Linked DNA regions of Pan troglodytes: region 2 is linked to region 1. A link is a contact called in public HiChIP or PLAC-seq data. All regions are on one chromosome and are shown on one strand. Each heading gives the region's core, a stretch centred on a gene start, on an enhancer-like site or on the middle of the called end of the contact. The rest is flanking DNA. Distances are from core to core; before and after follow the strand shown. Region 1 holds the start of GJC3 (gap junction protein gamma 3). Region 2 holds the start of ZNF3 (zinc finger protein 3).

What was found. HiChIP or PLAC-seq counts read pairs in DNA pulled down with a chosen protein or histone mark.
Region 2: a contact with region 1 is called in an H3K4me3 HiChIP or PLAC-seq map of stem cell-derived excitatory neurons, with 2.4 times the contacts expected there. The contact joins the promoter of ZNF3 here to the promoter of GJC3 in region 1. A contact is called at or near these places in 1 of 7 Hi-C or Micro-C datasets (blood) and 1 of 1 datasets of contacts at active chromatin or transcription factors (stem cell-derived excitatory neurons).

The regions. Positions count from the first base shown.
Region 1 is chr6:109,392,164-109,399,419 of NHGRI_mPanTro3-v2.0_pri, reverse strand. GJC3 (gap junction protein gamma 3) reads left to right here and starts at 5,045. Exons shown (of 2, transcript XM_001143440.7): 1 at 5,045-5,884. The coding sequence starts at 5,104.
Region 2 is chr6:109,546,171-109,553,429 of NHGRI_mPanTro3-v2.0_pri, reverse strand. ZNF3 (zinc finger protein 3) reads left to right here and starts at 4,451. Exons shown (of 6, transcript XM_063814806.1): 1 at 4,451-4,723.

The sequences.
Region 1 (7,256 bases), core at 3,796-6,295:
TCGAACACAGGAGACCAGTCCCTCTCTGCACACTCCCTCAGCCCTGTGAGTTACTCTCCTCACTTTGCTGCTTCCCATTCTTGGCGGTATCTCTGGAGAGATTCCTGGCTCTAGCAGTGGGGCTAGGAATGGCCATGGGGACAGGCGTCACAGTTCTCCCTGGGCCTGATGGAGAGGGGTCTGGGTTCTCTGGATTCCTGAAGGGACGTGGAGCAGATTCCCATCATGCTGTCGCGGGGAGTCTGTGCTATTCTCCCATCCAAGAGGAGAGGACATCCCGAAATCACCACAAATTCTGGGATGAAGGCTGCCTGAGGAAATGAAGCAAACACACACAAACACACAAAGACATACAAATACACACTCACACTTATACATACGTGCACACACACATTCTTCTGTGGGTAAGCTTGTGCTTCAGCTACTTTGGGCAGGAGAGCAGGGGGGTTTTATTCTACCTGTCATTGCCTTCATGCCCCAGTGCTGGAAACACAATGAAGCCATTGCTCCCCCTTCAGATGATCTGAAAATCCCTGTTTCGGTTCACTTTGAAAACACCCCTTACTCTCAACAACAGAGGGTTGGTTATTCTGCAGAACTCATTCTTTAACAGCAGGCCTGCTGCTGCTCCAGCTGCAATTCTTTTCCCCTTCATGAAGGCTGCCAGGAATGAAAAGGGGAGGGAAAAGAAGTGGGTGGTGGCAGGAGGCTGGGCCAGGGAAGAGTGGGACCCCACAGGCTCCAGCCTGAGGACTCCTCTCCCCTGTTGTGAATGCTTCTGCTGAAAGCCACTGGGTGAGTGCAGGGACAGAGAGCCACTGAGCTGGCTCAGGGCCTCGTGGTGGTGGTGGTGGTAGGGGGGCTGCTCTGGGTTCTCGAGAGGCTTCTCCAACTCTGACATGATCATACCTGAGGATATTATCAAAATTCAGATATGACTTAGGAGGCCTAGGATACGGCCCGAGATTCTGCATGCCTGGTGATGCCAGTGTTGCTGCTGTTGCCACACTGGATAAAAGCATCTAGAAGGTATTCCAGGCCAGATGGGGTGGGCATTCCCTCCCTCATACCTTAAATCTTTGACATGGATTCTGCCACCAACAGAATCCTGGACATTTTCTCCCAAGAGATGATAAGAAAAATTCACACCAAAATCATGATGGAATTTCAAAATCTCTTTGGATATTAGAAAATTTCTCCAAACCCTGGCCTTTCCTTCCTCTCCCAACTCTTGAGCTCACAGGTGTTGCTTCACTGACTAAAATCCTGACAGAGCTCCAATTCTACTACCTCCCAGACAACTTTATTTGCAAGCTGTTTCTCTACTCAGAAACAGGGGTGTCCCTTCAGCCGAGCTTTTCCAACAATGCTGAGCTGGGGGCTTTGGTACATCTCCCCCTCCTTCTCAGCCTCAGCTCTCTAGGTCCTGAAGTTTGACCTGGGGGCCCTGTCCACCGTGGGGCAAAGCTGCAGACTTGTTGATGAGAGGAGGATGTGGGTCTTAGGGAAAGAGAAAGGTGAGCTGGGGACAGCTGGACCAGATCGGAGAGACCACAGGGTCCCTGAAAAGCAGGGGGTAAGGGGGTAGGAAGCTATCATATAGGGAGGTCCCTTTGGTATGCAGACTTTGGGACAGAAAGCACAGTTTTGTCTGAACCCTCCAGAAGGCCCTGAAAGCATGGGACATAAGCATTGTGTTGGCGATAACAGCTGCAGGTGAAGGCAGGTGAATGACAAGGAAGGGTGCTTAGGGTTAGATATGAGAGCTCCAAATCAAGGGGCCCTGGGCAGGTCCTTTTGTTCTACTGTTGCCCCTCTCTCCTTTCCAAAACCCCAAAGCTCTGTGGTGAGCTCTGGAGACCTCAGCTTTGTTCTGAGAGCCTCTGAGAGGATTTAGGTGTCTCTTCATGGGCCTGGGGTGGGAATGGGAGAGACAGAAAGAAAGGGGACACTAGATACGGCCTGTGGAAATGATTTGAATCCCTGACCCTTGAAATATGTCAGACCCACCCTGTGTGAAATTCCACGTCTGCTGGAAATGTGACGGAAATGTGTTTAGAGGGTGCTGGACCTGCACTTCGAAATAAAACAAGGCTGACAGCAAGACTTGAGAATTTACCTAATGATCATCTAGTCTGATAACTCTCAAGACAGGAAGGACAGAAACCCTCAGAGCCCTGGGGATGCTTCCCATAAATCCAGGGACACCCCCCCTAGACTTACAAGATGGGGCAGGGCTGCAGGTATCCTCACAGATGGGGCTGGTTGAGGGAGGATGCGTGACCAACCTAGATGAACTCAAACTCTGACTCTTAATGGCTCAAAATATAGTGTCTTGCAGTTGGTGAATGATGACATATTTCTCTGGTCAATTGAGACCCTTAGAATTGTCCCTGGGACTCATCTCAACCCATCCTTCTGACTGAGACCACAGGGGAAGTCCAAATTACAGGGAAGATAATTTGGGGAACAAATCCTTGAAGAAGCAGGAAAGATGAGACCCAAGGACACAGATTTGGAAGGCAGAGTAAACTTGGATAACTGTAGGTCCACTTCTTTCTCTACAATGTTAGAAAAGGAAGTAAATATTAAGATAAGAGAAAGTAGTATCTGTGGGGTTTCACATCAGTGTCTCTATTTTCTCTTTGGAGTAAGAGGTTTTCGTGGTGTCTTCGTCTGTTTGGGCTGCTATAACAAAATACCTTAGAGAGGGTAATTCATAAATAAGAGATATTTATTTCTCAAAGTTCTGGAGGCTGAGAAGTCCACGATCCAGGCACCAGCAGATTCAGTGTCTGGCAAGGGCTTGTTCCTCTTAGATGGCACCTCTTGTGTATCCTCACACAGTGGGAAGGGATGGAGGGGCTCCCTGGAGCATCTTTTATAAGAGCACTAATCTCATTCATGAAGGTTCTTTCCTCAAGGCTTAATCACCTCTGGTTTGATACGGTTTGTTTGTTCCCACCAAATCTCATGTTGAAATTTAATCCCTATAGTTTGATGGTGTTGGGAGGTGGGGTCTAGGGGGAGGTGTTTGGGTCCTGGGGGCAGATTCCTCATGAATAACTTGGTGCCATTCTTGTGGCAGTGAGTGGGTTATTGCTTCTGTGAAACTGGATTCATTCTCGAGGGAATGGATTAGTTCCCTCAAGAGTGGGTTGTTGTAAAGCCAGGATGCCCCTTGGGTTTGGTCCCTCTTCCCCTTTGACCTTCCCTGCCATGTTTTGACACAGTATGGAAACCCTCAACAGAAGCTAAGCAGATGTGCAGGCTGCAGAGCTGTAAGTCAAATAAACCTCTTTATAAATCACCCAGCCTCAGGTTCTCCTTTGTGGCAACACAAAATGGACTAAGACACTTGGTAAGGGCTCCACCTCTTAATACTATCACACTGAGTACAGCACTTCCACCTTTCCACCTCTTAATACTATCACACTGAGTACAGCACTTCCACCTTATCTGTGGGAGATATGTTCCAAGACCTCCAGTGGATGCCTGAAATTGTGGATAGTACCAAACTCCATATATACTATGTTTTTTTTCCCATATGTACATCCCTATGATAAAGTTTAATTACAAATTAGCACAGTAAGAGATTAACAACAATAACTACTAAGAAAATAGAACAATTGTGGCTGGGCATGGTGGCTCATGCCTGTAATCCCAGCACTTTGGGAGGCCGAGGCAGGTGGATCACAAGGTCAGGAGATTGAGACCATCCTGGCCAACATAGTGACCCTGTTTCTACTAAAATACAAAAATACTGATAGTTGATCTGATAACCAAAATGGCGATTAAGTCACAAACCAGCAAGGAGCGTCTACAGCGTGGATACCCTGGACAAAGGGATGATTCACATCCTGGGTGGGATGGTGTGAGATTTCATAGTGCTACTCAGAACAGCACACAATTTAAAACATTAATTTTGTATTTCTGGAATTTTCCATTTAATATTTTTGGACCTCTGTTGACTGTGGGTAACTGAAACTGTAGAAAGTGAAATCGCAGATAAGAGGGGGGACTACTGTATTAGGTTCTAGCATATGCATCTTGATCATCATTCAGACCATACCACATGGTCTTCTGAGTGTGAGGGTAACCAGATGAGTGAGAATTTAGGCTAAATGGGGACGGTTTGAAACAGCTGCTGGGCATTGGGGAAGGCAGCTGATTAGGACAAATATAGAGATGGTGAACTTGGGCTTGTAGCATTGTGGTATTTTGGCTGGGGAACAGAGGGATTTCTGAAACTTATCCTTGATCATGGTCGCCTGTCACCATGAGGGAGATAATATGCCCAAGGAACAACGGCAAGTGGGGGTCGAAATCTGAATTTCTATCTAGTCAGTTCTGGCTCTGGCCCCAAATCCTATAGTACGTAATTCTGGTAAATTCTGCTGGGTTACCTTCCAAATGTTCTCTTCTTCCTCAGCTTGTAAGGCCTAAGAGCATCAGACTAAAGCAAGCCTCGATGCTTGCTCTGTTCATTTCATCCATCACATCTAGCCCCATAACCTAACTACCTCTCAACTTTACCACTGTGATGGGAGAAGAGGACATCCAGACACACCTGTGATCATCCAAGGGCATCGAGGCAGAGAAAAGAAGACAGCAAGAGAATGCACATTCCCTCTCAGCATCAGCACTAATTTGCTTAAGATGATGCTGTAGGAGCACCAGGCCTGGCAGCCATCAGCTGGGGAAGCAATACCTCTCAAAGGAAAATTAACGAAACATCCCAGTCTACTCTCTTACGTTCAGCCTTTGGGAAAGAGAGACGGAGGGAAGGAGGGAAAGAGAGAGATGAAGATGTACCCTGGTCTCTCCAACCTGAGAGTTCCTCTCCACTCCAGCAGTACAGAAGGGGAGGGCAGAAGAGAGAGCCACACCACACACACTCACTGTTATTATTTTACATAGATGATTTCATTAAGTAGTAAAGAGGTGCAATCAGAGTCTTGGTATTTAATCAGTCAGATACTTGGAGAGGAATAAAAAAGCTTGCCTTCAGTGATCCTTGGATTAGGAGTGACAAGGTGGACTGGAGCTCCCTCTGAAGGACAGTGAACAACACTGATCTCTTGTCCTCTGCTCCAAAACAGGATGTGTGGCAGGTTCCTGCGGCGGCTGCTGGCGGAGGAGAGCCGGCGCTCCACCCCCGTGGGGCGCCTCTTGCTTCCCGTGCTCCTGGGATTCCGTCTTGTGCTGCTGGCTGCCAGTGGGCCTGGAGTCTATGGTGATGAGCAGAGTGAATTCGTGTGTCACACCCAGCAGCCGGGCTGCAAGGCTGCCTGCTTCGATGCCTTCCACCCCCTCTCCCCGCTGCGTTTCTGGGTCTTCCAGGTCATCTTGGTGGCTGTACCCAGCGCCCTCTATATGGGTTTCACTCTGTATCACGTGATCTGGCACTGGGAATTATCAGGAAAGGGGAAGGAGGAGGAGACCCTGATCCAGGGACGGGAGGGCAACACAGATGTCCCAGGGGCTGGAAGCCTCAGGCTGCTCTGGGCTTATGTGGCTCAGCTGGGGGCTCGGCTTGTCCTGGAGGGGGCAGCCCTGGGGTTGCAGTACCACCTGTATGGGTTCCAGATGCCCAGCTCCTTTGCATGTCGCCGAGAACCTTGCCTTGGTAGTATAACCTGCAATCTGTCCCGCCCCTCTGAGAAGACCATTTTCCTAAAGACCATGTTTGGAGTCAGCGGTTTCTGTCTCTTGTTTACCTTTTTGGAGCTTGTGCTTCTGGGTTTGGGGAGATGGTGGAGGACCTGGAAGCACAAATCTTCCTCTTCTAAATACTTCCCAACTTCAGAGAGCACCAGAAGACACAAGAAAGCAACCGATAGCCTCCCAGTGGTGGAAACCAAAGAGCAATTTCAAGAAGCAGGTGAGAAGGACACGCTCTCTTCCTGTCACTGATGTCTGTGTCCTGATGATCTCCTCCCGGGGCAGGTCCCTCACCTTTCTGGGAAGTACAACTTCTGCATGTTACAAAGTAGGTAACCGGGTTCTAGGCAGATGTGTTCTGACCGCCACTCCCAACCCTTTTCTTTGTTCTCTCTTGCTCTCAAAATCTATCCCAATGTCCATCCCCATCAACTTGGTGGTTCCTTCCAGCGAACAAGGACAAGAGTGCTAGTCCGTTGTCCCTCCTGAACTTCCATTTAGGTCTCTCTCCACTTAGGAAAAATCTCAGCTTCTTCTTGATTCTCTACTTTGCAGAGTTATAAAGACACCTGACTTGCCTGAAGGAAACCCTGTGATTGAATCTTCTTTCCCACATCCAGTGAGTGGGGATTCATGTCTGTGACAAATTAGAGGCTGTTGAAGGATCTCTAAGGGCCCCTTGGGCCATGTAGTCTAAAGCATTTCCTGACTGTGCCTTTTCACTGGAATTTTCTGGTGTCAGCATCACAATTTTTATGGGCTTGGTTCAAGAGTCAGCCGGGAGAAGCCTCCCTAAACTGTGTCTCTCCCCTGTCCTGCTCAATAAATATTGATGACTGCTGTTGGCATTCCTGTTGCTGAAGATAATGCCCCTTCCTGTCTCAGTGGCTTCATTTACCTCTTTTCTGTTTTTCCACATTCTCTGCTCCCCTTATCATCAAAGTTTTGTAAACGAATGCCCCTCAGACCTGCAGCACATGTCATAAGCCAGAAACTCTGGGCTTCAAGCATATATAAGTCAGTGTCCTCTAATATCTATAGATTTATTCAAATACCCGGCCATATCCTTAAGGAAAATTACTGTGAATTCAGGGGCTTAGGCCCCCTTGATCACTGATAGCTCTGATTTCTGCTCAATTCTCATTCTTCATTTCTGCAGTTCTCGTTGCAGCTTGTTACAATTGTCTCCAGAACTGCAGCAACTCATGCTGGACCAAGTTCCTACTCTTTAAGTTCATAACCCTCAATACCACACAGAAAAGGCAGTAGAGTTCTACTGCTGATTTGCTGATTTGGGAGTCACAGCAAGGGAGGCTGACATCACAGTGTGATTCGGCGGATAACTGCAATCTGAATATCAGTCTTCTCGAGTCTCTTAGTCATTTCTGTTGGACAGTGTTGTTCTATCCCTTTTTTTTTTTTTAACAGAACGCTGCCCCCTTTTCTTAGTTTTCTCTTGCCCTGAAATTCTCAACAAAGGCAGTTATCTATTTTTTTTTCTCTTTCTGAATCCCAAATTATCCCCAAGTAAGTTAGGGGATCCCAAGGGATGCTTTGGCAATAGCTAGGAAAAATTTTTTTTCTTCCTGCTA
Region 2 (7,259 bases), core at 3,202-5,701, 150 kb before region 1:
GTTTATTGTATCTTACATAAAATGTAGATTTACCGAACACTAATGAGAAACTCACAAAAAAGTAACAATTTGCAGCAGGGTGTGCAGTGGCTCATGCCTGTAATCGCAGCACTTTGGGAAGCGAGTGGATCACTTGAGGCCAGGAGTTCAAGACCAGCCTGGCCAACATGGCAAAACCCCATCTTTACTAAAAATACAAAAATTAGCCGGGTGTGGTGGTGCCCACCTGTAATCTCAGCTACTTGGGAGGCTGAGGCAGGAGAATCACTTGAGCCTAGGAGGTGGAGATTGCAGTGAGCCGAGATGGACCCACTGGACTCCAGCCTGGGCAACAGATTGAGACTCTATTTCAAAAAATAAAATAAAATAACCATTTGCTGGACTGGGTGCAGTGGCTCACGCCTGTAATCCCAGCACTTTGGGAGGCCGAGGCAGGCAGATCACGAGGTCAGGAGATTGAGACTATCCTGGCTAACACTGTGAAACCCCGTCTCTACTAAAAATACAAAATATTAGCTGGGCATGGTGGCACGCACCTGTAGTACCAGGTACTTGGGAGGCTGAGGCACAAGAATCGCTTGAACCTGGGAGGCAGAGGTTGCAGTGAGCCGAGATTGCGCCACTGCACTCCAGCCTGCTGACAGAGCGAGACACTGTCTCAAGAAAAACAAAACAAAACAAAACAAAAAACATTTGCCTCACTGCCCCTCCTTCTTCCTTATTTTCCTCTTGCATGCTTTCTTCCCTTAAATACTGAGTTCCTGGCCAGGCACAGTGGCTTATGCTTGTAATCTCAGCACTTTGGGAGGCCGAGGTGGGTGAATCACCTGAAGTCAGGAGGTCAAGACCAGCCTGGTCTCGACCAGTAGAGATGGTGAAACCCCATCTCTATTAAAAATACAAAAATTAGCCAGGCGTGGTGGTGCATGCCTGTAATCCCAGCTACTCGAGAGGCTGAGGGAGGAGAATCACTTGAACCCGGGAGGCGGAGGTTGCAGCGAGCCGAGATCACACCACCACACTCCAGCCTGGGTGACAGAGCAAGACTCTGTCTCATAAAAAAACCCAAAATTCACATCTGGCAAGCCTAGGCTGCTCCACCCCCTCCTTACCCCTAAACCTAAGCAAGTTGCACACACTGCTCCTCCTGCCACCCCTACAAAGAGGGGTACAGACACCTAGAAAGAGCCAGACAGACTCTGGCTCTAGGTGTCTGTATCCCCACCCAAAGTGTAAGCTCCTAGAAAGCAGGTGAAGAACTGTGTTATGACCCTGAACAGCCCCATATGGTGATAGTTGTAATTTACAGGGGAATTATGCAATCTCTCCATTTAGGAGCCTGGATGAAGGAAACTTGAAGGGGCCAGCAACCCTCAATGGAACGGACTTGAGAAATCCTGCAGGAAGAGGGGTCTTCTCGCCAAAGGGATGTTAAAAAGGAATTTATTTTATTCTAGTCCCCAGTGATAAACCAACCAGGTCTGGACAAACTGAGAGGGTTGTCAAAGAAAAGTACCTAATGCCTTGTTTCTATTTGGAAAAACCAGGTCAGAAAAATGTATCTCTTTGGTGAGATGTTGGCTCACTGCAACCTCCACCTCCTGAGTTCAAGTGATTCTTGTGCCTCAGCCTCCCAAGTAGCTGAGATATCAGGCTTGCGCCACCACACCTGGCTAATTTTTGTATTTTTAGTAGAGATGGTTTTCAGCATGTTGGCTAGTCAGTTCTCAGACTCCTGGCCTCAACCGATCCACCTGCTTCGGCCTCCTAAAGTGCTAGGATTACAGGTGTGAGCCACCGTGCCTGGCCAGAAAAATGTCTCTCTTTAAAGAATGCTAGGCAGCTTCCAAGGAGCATAGTGCTTCTCAGCTAGATAGAAGGCTAAAATAAAAACAAGAAGAGAATTATTCTAGGGTTAGTAAAGTTGATCGTTTGCACTGCTCTCTCACACATTAAAGAACTCCTTTGCCTTGTTGTTTCAGGTGCTTTTGAAACATTGTTCAGATAATTATACAGCTCATAAAACAAGAGATTATTGTGGAATTTAAGGATGACTTTGACATTGAATCAGTTGATTGTGCGCATTTTAGAACTAAGTTTGCTAAACGTTTCTTTTTTGTTTGTTTTGTTTTGTTTTGTGTTTGTTATTGTTGTTTTTGAGACAGAGTCTTGCTCTGTCACCCAGGCTGGAGTGCAGTGTTACAATCACAATTCAGTGCAGCCTCAACCTCCTGAACTCAAGTGACTGTCCCATCTCAGCCTCCCAAGTAGCTGGGACTGCAAATGCGTGCCACCACGCCAGGCTAAATTTTGTATTTTTTGTAGAGATAGAGTTTCGCCATATTTGTTTGTCTCAAAACAAACAAGCAAACCAAAAAAATCTCCCCACCCCAAAAACAAAAACGAACAAAAAGCAAGTGCTCCTTTTTGGTATGGGTCAGTGGTTATCTATTCACTTATCAGTCATTAATTTAACAAATATTTGGGAGTGCCTACCAGGCAGCAGGTACATCACTAAACAAAACGAAGTCCTGACCTCATGGAGCTTATACCCTAGTTGTAGGAAACAGACCATAAACATACTTCAGGATACGTATCTATAGAGAGAGATGGAGTATCTCTCTGTCGCTCCCAGGCTGGAGTGCAGTGGTGCGATCTCGGCTCACTGCAACCTCCACCTCCCAGGTTCAAGCCATTCTGCCACCTCAGTCTCCCAAGTAGCTGGGATTACAGGTGCCTGCCACCACTCCCGGCTAATTTTTGTTTTTGTATTTTTAGTAGAGGCGGGGTTTCACCATGTTGGCCAGGCTGGTCTCAAACTCCTGACCTCAGGTGATCTATCTGCCTCGGCCTCCTAAAGTGCTGGGATTACAGGCGTGAAGCACTGCACCCGGCCAACAAATTGAATTTTAAAGATTGAGTTGGCTTTATTAGGGATTCATGAACTGGCAGCACCCAGTCTACAAAACAGAAAGGAAGCCAGGTGTGATGGTGCGTGCCTGTGGTCCCAGCTACTCTGGAAGCTGAGGAGGGAGGATCGCCTGAGTCCAGGAGGTTGAGGCTGTAGTGAGGTAGGATCGCGCCACTGCACTCCAGCCTGGGTGACAGAGTGAGACCCTGTCTCTAAAAAAAAAAAAAAGACTTCATATGTTGAAGAAGGCAGAGGAAAGCATGAACATGATGAGGTGCTTTCCTTCTATTGATGGCTATTGTGATACCTCATTTCTTATCTTCTTAGTTTAAAAGAATTTAAGGCTGGGTGCAGTGGCTCACACCTGTAATCCCAACACTTTGGGAGGCTGAGGTGGGCGGATCCCTTGAGCTCAGGAGTTTGAGACCAGTCTGGGCAACATGGTGAAAACCCTCCGTCTCTACAAAAAAGTAGCCGGGCGTGGTGGCATGCATCTGGGGTTCCAGCTACTTGGGAGGCTGAGGTGGGAGGATCACTTGACCTTGTGAGGTGGAGGTTGCAGTGAGCCGAAATCACAACACTGCACTCCAGCCTGGGTGACAGAGTAAGACCCCCGTCTCAAAAGAAAAAAAAAATTTAAACAAGAAACACACAGGAGGCCGGGCGCGGTGGCCCACACCTGTAACCCCAGCACTTTGGGAGATTGAGGCGGCAGATCATTTGAGGTAAGGAGTTCGAGACAAGCCTGACCAACATGGTGAAACCTTGTCTCTACTAAAAATACACACAAATTAGCCGGGTATGGTATCACACGCCTGTAGTCCCAGCTACTTGGGAGGCTGAGGCACGAGAATCAGCCTGGGTGACAAGAGTGAGACTTCCTCTCAACAACAACAACAACAACAACAAAAAAAAAAAAAAAAAAAAGGAAAAAGAATAAAAGAAACACATGTCAAAGGAAATCCAGCATAGAGTAATTTATTGCAAAAGGAAAATAGTATTTTGAAAGTTAAGTGCAGAGTAGACAGTACACCCTGGGAGAGAGAGAGAGATAGAGAGAGTTAGTTCAGGGAGGGCTGCTCCTAAGGATGAAACAGCAAAGGCTGGCTCTAGAGAGAGCCCCTTTGTAGGGGGTCTTACACGATTATTCATAAGGGGGTGGGAGAAGTGTTACTAGTAAGTATGTTCTGGGTGGTCCTCTAGGTGCACATGCGCAGTGGGTGTACAGGCTTGTTCATACATTGCATGTTTCATTAGCATCTTAAATTTCCACCCAGGGGCGTGTTTTTTACCAAGATAATGAGCAAAGGGTCAGTTTGAGGACAGGTGAAATCAAAATGCGCATGCTCCCTACAGGGGAAAGTCCCTACTGGAGAGCGCTCAGCTTGAATGAGCTCAATTACAATGCGAATGCTGGGGCTTACTGTGTTGACTGCGATCACCACGGTTGCCGCGTCTCCAGGACACGGTCACTTCCTTGACTATCCCCGCCTCGCTTCCACCTGTAGCTTCCTTTTTTTTTTTTTTTTTGATACAGTCTCACTCTGTGGCCAGCCTGGAGTACAGTGGTGCGATGTCGGCTCACTGCAACCTCCGCCTCCTGGGTTCAAGCGATTCTCCTGTCTCAGCCTCCAGAGTAGCTGGGATTACAGGCGTCTGCCACCACGCCCGGGTAATTTTTTTGTATTTTTAGTCGAGACGGGGTTTCGCCATGTTGGCCAGGCTGGTCTCGAACTCCTGACCTCAGGTGATCCGCCCGCCTCGGCCTCCTAAAGTGCTGGGATTACAGGCGTGAGCCTCCGCGCCCGGCCGGTAAGCTTCCTCTTCTCTGCTCTCATCACCTGTACACGGGTTTTTTCCTCACGTCAACTCTGTGATGGACTGGAATGTTTTCTTCAGATGTGGGTAATTTAAAGGGGGCATTTTTACAAGAAACAAAAAAAACTCGGTTTGTTCGGAGGCAAGTTTTAAATCAGGGTTCATTTTTTAATATTGATGAATCCTTCAATAATTGTATGTTTACTGCTGCCCTTCGCGAGCAAGCCTGAGAAGCGCGGGCTCGACATCCCCGCGCGCCCCCGCCGCCCGCCCCCAAGGCCGGCGACGCTGGAGCGCATGTCCTGAGGCCCAGGACCGTGGTCGGCCGCTTTCGCACCTTCGTGGCCAGCAGAGGGCGCAGCCGGCCAGCCCCCGCAGCGAAAGATCCCCGAGTGCCGCGTCAGCGATCGCGCTCCTTGCCCTCGCCGCCTGCCAGCCGCCCTGAGTCAGCAAACCACAGAGAGGCGAGGACCTCCCATTTTCCTAGACAGAACAAGTGGGCGTTGGGGGTACGGGTGAGTGGCAAGAACAACCGACCCGGAAGCGAAACGAGGGGGAACTTCCGTTCTTTGTTCTGTCCCCGGTGTGTGGGTCTGTGACAGGGTCCAACAGGGCCTGGTCCGTGTCTGGTCCCCCAAATCTGTCGTCCCTGCCCCCAGGGTGAGTCCACGCGTCCCCGGGTCTCGCGGTGAGACGGAGGCTGTGGTCGCCGGGGAAGGGGGTGGTGTCTGTGCCACTGCGGCCCGCAGGGTCCCCCGGCCGGCCCGGAGCAGGGTTCGGGGAGGCGCCCCTCCGTCCCCTGCAGCCCGTCCTCTACTCCGCTTCCCCAGGGATCCCCCTAGCCTAGCGGGATCCTGCGTAGGGGTTAGTAATGGGGCTCCGGTTCTGGTTTTGTGACTTTAACGGCGACCCAGCTGGAGCGTTTAAAAGTTTCAGCAGAGCGGTAGGGGCGCCTCTCTCTTGAAAGCAGCTAATGACAGCGACCCTAACTTGGTATTTCTCCCAGACGTTTTTATTTGATGTTAACACAGTTATTCGCGCCCGTGGCAGGAGAGGAAGTTTATTTTTACGCAGCTGGGTCCAAGGATCAGAGAAATTCTGCTAAGCGTACACAGTTAGCACGAGGGCTGGGAGTGGGTGCAGACGCCGATTCCAGGGGTAATCCTGCTGGAGCCCAGTGCATCGAGTGATACACCTGGCTCAGGCTCCGTTTTCAGTTGTATTAGATTCCTGGTTTGATCCTCTCTCCGGAAGTGGGATTGAATCCACATCGGTGTTTACACTCTGAAGGGCTTGTGTAAACTCCAGGAGAAGATAGCAGAGTGATGAACCTGAAACCGATGGGCTAATTAGAGGAACTGAGCGTATTATTTTCTCCAGAAAAGACATCTGTGGAGAGTGGGCATCATTTGATTATACGTGTTTGATGGACAGTCGGGTGGAAGGAGAAGATTCTGTTATTGAAGCTCTTTTTTTTAAAAAAATTAATTTTTATTTATTTTTGAGACTGTCTCTGGAGTGCAGTGGCGCGATCTCCGCCTCCCGGTTCAAGCGCTTCTCCTGCTTCAGCCTCCCGAGTGGTTGGGACTACAGGCGCCCGCCACCACATCCGGCGAATTTTTTTGTATTTTTAGTAGAGACGGGGTTCCGCCCTTTTGGCCAGGCTGGTCTGCAACTCCTGGCCTCAAGTGATCCACCTGCCTTGGCCTCCCAAAGTGTTGGGATTACAGGCGTTAGCCACTGCGCCCGGCCTTTTTTTTTTTTCCCTTTTAAAATGTTTGTGTGTGTATTAAGGTCTTGCTCTGTTGCCCCCGGCTGGAGTGCCGTGGTGCCATCATGGCTCACCATAGCCTGGAACTCCTGGGCTCAAGTAATCCTCCCACCTCAGCCTCCTAAAGTGCTGGGGTTACAGGCGTGAGCCACTGCACGTCGCCAGTCATTGAATTTCTGTGATGCACTAGGTCTCTGTGCGGTGAAGGTCCAAGGAGATAGATTTTCAGCGAATCACCTGAAGACTTCTAATGGCTCAGCTGTGCAATGTGGATCCCCTGCTGAAGTAGTTCGGAGCACAGTGTCTAGCAAGTTAGCTGACAGAACGTTAGAACTTTCTTACCCTGGGTGGAGGTGGACCTGAGAACCTACCATTCCCTTTCATCTCTCCACGGGTGCAACGCAAATACTAGTTGTGGTGGTGGTCTTAATTGGTATTTATTAGCATATAATAAGTATTCTCTTTTTTTTCCTTTTCTCTAAATGTCTTGATTAGAAATGAAGTTTAGGCTGGACTCGGTGGCTCATGCCTGTAATCCCAGCACTTTGGGAGGCTGAGGTGGGAGAATCACTTGAGGCCAGGAGATTGAGACCAGCCTGAGCAACATAGTGAGGCTGCATTTCTACAAAAAGAACTTAAAAAAACTCAGCCAGATGTGGCAGTGCACACCTTTAGTCCCAGCTCCTTGGGAGGCTGAGCTGGGAGGATCACTTGAACTCAGGAGTTTGAGGCTGGAGTGAGCTCAAACTCACTGCACTC